Linked DNA regions of Mus musculus: region 1 is linked to region 2. The links are chromatin contacts, called in public promoter capture Hi-C maps. All regions are on one chromosome and are shown on one strand. The core of a region is the stretch at or near the end of the contact, and the rest is flanking DNA. Distances in the headings are between cores, read along the strand shown.

What was found. Promoter capture Hi-C pulls out the DNA fragments that hold promoters and counts their contacts.
Region 1: a contact with region 2 is called in a promoter capture Hi-C map of epiblast stem cells, with 5 times the contacts expected there. The contact joins the enhancer-like site here to the promoter of Slc28a3 in region 2. A contact is called at or near these places in 15 of 39 promoter capture datasets (the 3T3-L1 cell line, the C10 cell line, the HPC-7 cell line and 9 more), 1 of 115 datasets of contacts at active chromatin or transcription factors (embryonic stem cells) and 2 of 9 other capture datasets (adipose tissue and liver).

What each region holds. Positions count from the first base shown.
Region 1 is chr13:59,291,472-59,294,718 of GRCm38.p6, reverse strand. No RefSeq gene overlaps it. Among named protein-coding and RNA genes, the nearest start is that of Gm34672, 38 kb to the right of the region's middle. Within about 2 kb of position 1,603, at least 17 of the 459 cell types and tissues checked have an H3K27ac peak or open chromatin away from gene starts, as enhancers often do. A contact at or near this core is called in epiblast stem cells and stem cell-derived epiblast-like cells, where this site is marked.
Region 2 is chr13:58,609,409-58,612,444 of GRCm38.p6, reverse strand. It overlaps Slc28a3 (solute carrier family 28 (sodium-coupled nucleoside transporter), member 3), which reads left to right and starts at 1,568. Exons shown (of 18, transcript NM_022317.3): 1 at 1,568-1,748. The coding sequence starts at 1,638.

The sequences.
Region 1 (3,247 bases), core at 354-2,853, 680 kb before region 2:
TCTGCCTGAAGGAATAGCTCTATTTGGAGTTGTTCTGACCAAGGAGTCCGGGCCTCATTGAACTCAGAACGGTCATCTTCAGCTCTGTCTAATAACTTGGTCGTCACGTACTCCCAAGCTGGGTGTCAGGGCTTTGAGTCCAGCCCCACCTGACCACTGAGCCTCGATCTTCTCAGTACAGCACTGCACAGGATAGTGGCTTTCATCAATGGCTTCCATATCTGTAGCTCTAAGTTAGAGCATTAATGGACTTCATGGGGCATCTTCACAGGCGGTGGCCTGGTGCTCTATCACACTCATAGGTTGTGTGTTGATCAACGCACAACAGGTTACCCAACATTCCAAGTCTTTATCACTTCCATGTGATGAGTGCACCCCCAGACCCTCTCCTCTAGTAATTTTGGGTCACTCAATCCACCTGTGTCAATCTAAATCACAGCCTGAGCAACAGAAGGCTGGTGTGGACTCTTTCAAGTGGGCCGTGACTGTGTTCACATTGAACAGCCTCTCCCTTTCTTGGCTTCTAGACTCCACTGTTGACTCTCTGGCTGTATCAACTTGATTGTCTCAGTTTCCATATGAGAGTGAAATCATGTGGTGTTTGCTTCTGTCCATGACTCATTTCCTTCAACATAGGTTAAACAGTTCCACCCGGATGTTGAATTGACAGGATCGTTCCCTTTTTAACAACTGTGTAGTATTCTGCTGTCCCAGGAGAAGTCTTAGTTGATTCCATTTCTCAGGTCTGCAGGAAACAGTTGTAACAGGGGTCCTTTTGAAACACCAGTTTCTTTTCTTTCGAATAAATAACCAGCAAGGAGGTTGATAGGCCAGGTAAGTCTATTTTCAATTTCGTTGGGATTTTCTACAGTGTTCTCTGCAAAGGGAGGATTAATTTATGTTCCTGCCAACAGTGTAGTGTAGTTTTCTTTTCTCCGTATCCATATTCTCTCCAGGACCTGACAATGTTTATTCCCACTGGAGACATTCTGACCAGGTAAGATGAAATCACATCGCACAGAACATTACCTCATGCATAAGTCAACCGTTGCATATCTGCCTGGGGGGGGGGATGTCTTTTTGGGGTCATTTGTCTATTTAAATATATCAGGTTTTTTTTTAACTCTTTTTTTTCCATATCTTGTTTTGTCTTCCAAACTCTCCCAGTCCTAAATTTCCTAAGAGAGGGAGTGTCACTATTTTTCTTTTCCAATTACAATGGTCCTCATTCTTTCAGAAGCCAGCTAACATAAATGCAAAATGGACAGAGTGTGTTACATTGCTTCTAAAGCAGTAATTATTCATGGGAAGCAAAGGAGAGCTCTCTATGAGATAAGAAGCATGCATTTCTGGTTTCTTACTTGGTGGACAGACAAATGCCTTGGGAAGTGGGTTAAAAGTTTACCAAAATACACTTGGGTTATCTGCTCAATTTTAGATACAGGATCGATCAGTCTTAGCAGAGCATTTCAGAGCTTCAGGAAGGCTCTCACTGGCTTAATACAGTGATGAAGACAAAAGCCAGACCCCAGGAGGGGTCAGACAGAGCGATCCAATTAACATCTGTTAGGAGTGACTCAGCTCTGGCTTCAAGGTTAGCTTGTTGCTGATGTCAATGTGTCAGAACCGAGATGGTAATCACTGACCCCGAGCCCCTGAAGCTTGGCAGGCAGCTGTGGCAGCTGCGGGAGATAAGCAGCTTTTTGCTGAGGTAGCAGATTCCTGTTGGAATGTATACTTTCTTACTAAAAAAAAGTAACAAAACAAAACAAAAAAAATGGACCCAATACCAAATCCAAGTCTAGGTTAACCTTGGTCCTGCCGAACAGAGAGAGCCAAGACACACTCCCTTCTCCCACCCTTCCTCCTCAGGCCTCTGGCAATGTTCTCTTTCACTGATTAATCCTGAAGACAAAAGAGAATGAGGTAGACAGTGGGTAAAGAAGAGCGATCTGGTGTGGCTGGTCAGCAGAGGGGTCTGGTTATTAAAGCAAAGGTTTTAGATGGTATGCACCTTAGCTAGGTACATAACCTAGCCTACATACAAGATACACACAAGCTGAAACGACTGTGCATCTAAGTGTTTTCCCGACTTCAAATCAGAAAGATATTCTTTCTCTCTCTCTCTCTCTCTCTCTCTCTCTCTCTCTCTCTCTCTCTCTCTCTCCCTCCCTCCCTCCCTCTCCCTCTCCCCCTCCCCCTCCCTCTCCCTCTCCCCCTCCCTCTCCCTCTCCCCCTCTCTCCCTCCCTCCCTCCCTCCCTCCCTCCCTCCCTCCCTCCCTCCCTCCCTCCCTCCCTTCCTTCCTTCCTTCCTTCCTTCCTTCCTTTCAGACAGGGTTTCTCTCTCTGGTTAGCTTGGAACTCACTCTGTAGACCAGGCTGGCCTCAAACTCACAGAGATCCACCAGCCTCTGCCTCTCAAATTGTGGGATTAAAGGCATGTGCCACCCCATGCCTGGCTGAGGGGTCTGTAGATCTAGAGTTGGATTTATATATTTTTTAAAAAGCAAACCCCCAAAACATAGAACTAAGCATTGTTTCCATCGCAGTGGGCAGCTCTGGAGCAGCAGCAAATGGCTGCCCGTAGCACCACCTTGGGGGGAAGAGAAATGTCTGTCTATTCTGCCCCCTTCCTTCCTGTGCATTCACAATACCCATTATTACTCAATGAAAATACCAACACCAATACCAAGGAGCCACCATGTGGTTGCTGGGATTGGAACTCCTGTGTGTTCTCTCTCAAAGAGCAGCAGACTGGAACTGCAGTTAGTAGTGAGGCAGAGGATGAGTTGGTGGGGGGGGTTGGGTCTCCATGGGGGGCCTTTAGAGGCTCTTTACAAGGACAGGGGCATGGAGAATCTGTTCTTTTTTTCTTTTCTTTTCTTGTGAGAATCACCTAGCACACACCTCCCTTATGAGATGCAGGTGACAATTGCGCCTCATTTGAGGGGCGATTTTGTGTTAGTTGAGACTGACTTTTTTTTTTTTTCTGGTTTTTCTTGGCTTTTAACTGGGACATGTAAGCCAAGATCCTGCGAGTAGCAGCACTCTGTCTCCTCACTGGCCCCAGACTGTGGAGACTGGCATGTATTTAGGATGCCATAGATCAGTGGTGGCAGGGTTGGCAACAGGAAGGGAGTTCGATACTGTCTACAGATGAAAACGACCAACAACAAGGTGCACATGAGAGGGAATCATACTCAGGGGATAATGAAATCCACAAGCCTTGGCCAGCTGGCAGGGTAGG
Region 2 (3,036 bases), core at 319-2,818:
CTAGAATTTGACATTAAAAAAGACTTCATCATTACATGTGTGTGTGGGGGTATCCTAGTGCTACAGTGCCAAAGGTCAGGGGTTGATTCTCTCCTTCCACCATTCTCAACACAAAACTTGGGCCTTCAGGCTTGCTTCCCAACCTGATTTTTTTTTTTCCTAAGTCAGAGTCTTATCATTGGCCCTGGCTAGCTGAGACTCACCATCTAGACCACGCTGGTCTCAAGCTTGTTGCAGCCCTGTCTCTGCCTCTGAGCGCGCCATTGCCACACCCAGCCTTAAATTGGAATTTCATGTGACTTTCATGTGACAGAAAATATCCTTCCCTGTGTGCAATAGAAAGTACAAGGGAAAGCTAACTGGAGGAGGAAGAATGAGAATCAGCTGGAGGTGGGAGGGCAACGAGGCTGTGGGGGAGGGGAATCAACCAGAACACGCTAGGACAAATGCATATGAAGATGCCATGGTAAAGCCCATCACTTTTGTATTACGGTCTGAAAACATTAATTTAATGTTTTTTTAAAAATGAAGTATTCTTCCCTTTATTTTTTTTTAATTTATCCAATAACCTAAAACACACTCAAGCCATATAAAAATGGGTAGTGGGTTGGATTAAGCTTGTATGTTGTAGTTTGATGACTTGGAACAGGGTAAACCCTATTTGAACCCACACGATAGGTTCTGATAAGTCTGTGTTATCCGGGGTCTAGTAGTGAAAATAAAGGCCATGAGCTTCATTAAGAAATCAGCAAAAAACAATGGTCACTTTAGCAACTATTCATAAAATCATCACCCAGATAAGGCCTGTAGGAAGAGGGGTTCCCCTACTTTCATGTCTATTGTCTCCCAGTATCAAACTTTATCATTCTAGTTCTTCACTAATGAGAAGCTACATGACCATAATGAAGAAGGAGAAGAAGAAGAAGAACAAGAAGAAGAAGGAGGAGGAGGAGGAGGAGGAGGAGGAGGAGGAGGAGGAGGAGGAGGAGGAAGAGGAAGAGGAAGAGTGAGGAGGAGGAGGAGTGAGGAGAACAAGACGAAGAAGGAGCTATACAGTGAGTGTGTGGTTCATTTAAAATACTAAGAAGTATACATAAGGGAGTGAACAGTCTCCTTCCACGCGTGGCCAGCCCATCTCTGCAATTCTGTTCTTGGGGTTTGGAGATCCTCGGGGTAAAGTGGGGGGGGGGGCAGTGAAAAGCTCTGCAGGCCAGACCTGCACCTGATTCTCATCCTTTTATTGTCTTTCCCCGTATCTCAAGTTTCCCCAGGCGGAATACGAAGTCATGCATACTGTATCTTCCACATGTCTGGCGTAGATGCAGCAACACCTGCCTAGCCCCCAACACCGTCCACAGGAAGTAGGCGATTTTGCAAAGGACTACAGAGAAAACGGCGGGTTCCCGTTTGTGATGAGAAATCTATGCTGAGCATCCCTGGAAAGAGGAATGGGGTGGGCGTGCTCAAAAAGAGGCCTCACCCCGCCCTTCTGCCCGCCCCTCCTGCTCCACCTCAACCAGGTTCCAGCCCAAGTCATTTAAAAGGTTATTGGAAAGGTTTCCAAACTGAGGTAGCAGCAGGTGGCCCTCTGACATAGCAGAGGTGGTGCTTGCTCTCTCTCTGTCTCTGAGCAGAGGATGTCCAGGGCAGACCCGGGAAAGAATTCCGAGCCCAGTGAGAGCAAGATGAGCCTGGAGCTGAGGCCAACAGCCCCCAGCGACCTGGGCCGCAGCAATGAAGCCTTTCAGGTGAGCAGGGCTAAAGGGGACCAAATAACCCGCTGTTGTGAGAGAAGTAAGGAGAGTAGTTAAGAGAGCCTAGCAGAGCCGTGGGCTCCCTGCGGTGCAGCAAGAATGTTAATTCTTTTATGGGTACGCTTTAAGCCCTTTTTTTTTTCTTCCAACTTGGACTCGTCTGGGTTGGTAAACCTGAAAAGTCTCTTTCAAAGTCTAGTCTTGATCTGGACTGCCCTCCTCACTCCGGAAACAAGCTGCCTTCCTCTCCCTTCCTTGCCCCTGGACTCACAAACAAGTTTCAGGATTTATCCTCAGGTTCCTTCTCCAAGACCTGGGCAGGGGAGAGCAGGCACCTCAGCCCAGGTGGAATGGAGCCAGGATGGCCTACTTATGCAAAGCATATCGTCAGCCACGACTGCCTAGTATCGGGGCTGGGTGCCACAGGTGGCCCGTGAGGGAGGCCGGTCCCTGAGCTGTAATACCCCGCCTGCCAGGAACCTGGATTTGAGTTGCTCCTTATTTGACATGCAACACGAGAGTTTTGAAAAGACAGGGAAGGCTCAGTTACCCTTGGGTTTCCTGGGCACTTAATGGGCAGAACATAATTTTTAAATAATAACACAAGTGGCAGGCAAAAGTGCCTGCATAAACCTCGTCTCCTCCCCCACTACTGGCCTTTAGTCACAACGGTGCCCAGCCCATAGTTTATAGGTATAAGGAAATTAAACTGATAAAAGACAAGTTGATGGGAAGGGGGTGGGGGAGCGTGTAATCTCTACCAGCGTTTTAAATTTCACATGCATTGTGTCTCAGAAAAAAAAGAGGCAGCGTGTCCACAGGAGTCAACTCCAGGGCATATACACGGTACCGTTTATGTGTAGTGTGCACAGTACCGTTTATGTGTAGTGTGGAGAGCCAAGAGAGCCAAGACAAGAGGCTGGGGCTTTAGGGTCCCAATAAATGAATGCAAAATGATTAGAATGTTTGGAGAGTTAGTAGAAGTCAAGGGTCATTGTCTCCAGGTTTATTTGTGCAGACTTGTCTCGGAACCGTGCCTGCTGACACCTCTTCCCTGAGTGCAGGATGGAAGGGAAATCTGTGGGCTTCATTAGGAAGACCAGGAGGGTGGAGGCTGCTTTCGCTTCAATGTCTTCAGCTCAACACATTCTAATGTGACACTGGCCTACTTGGAATCTGACGTAGCCTGACTCCCCTCATAAGCATGAGGAAGGGAGGGAGCACCTCAGACTTGAGAGCTGCCATTCAGAAGAGAGCCAGGGTTGGTGTAGGAGACAGTCAA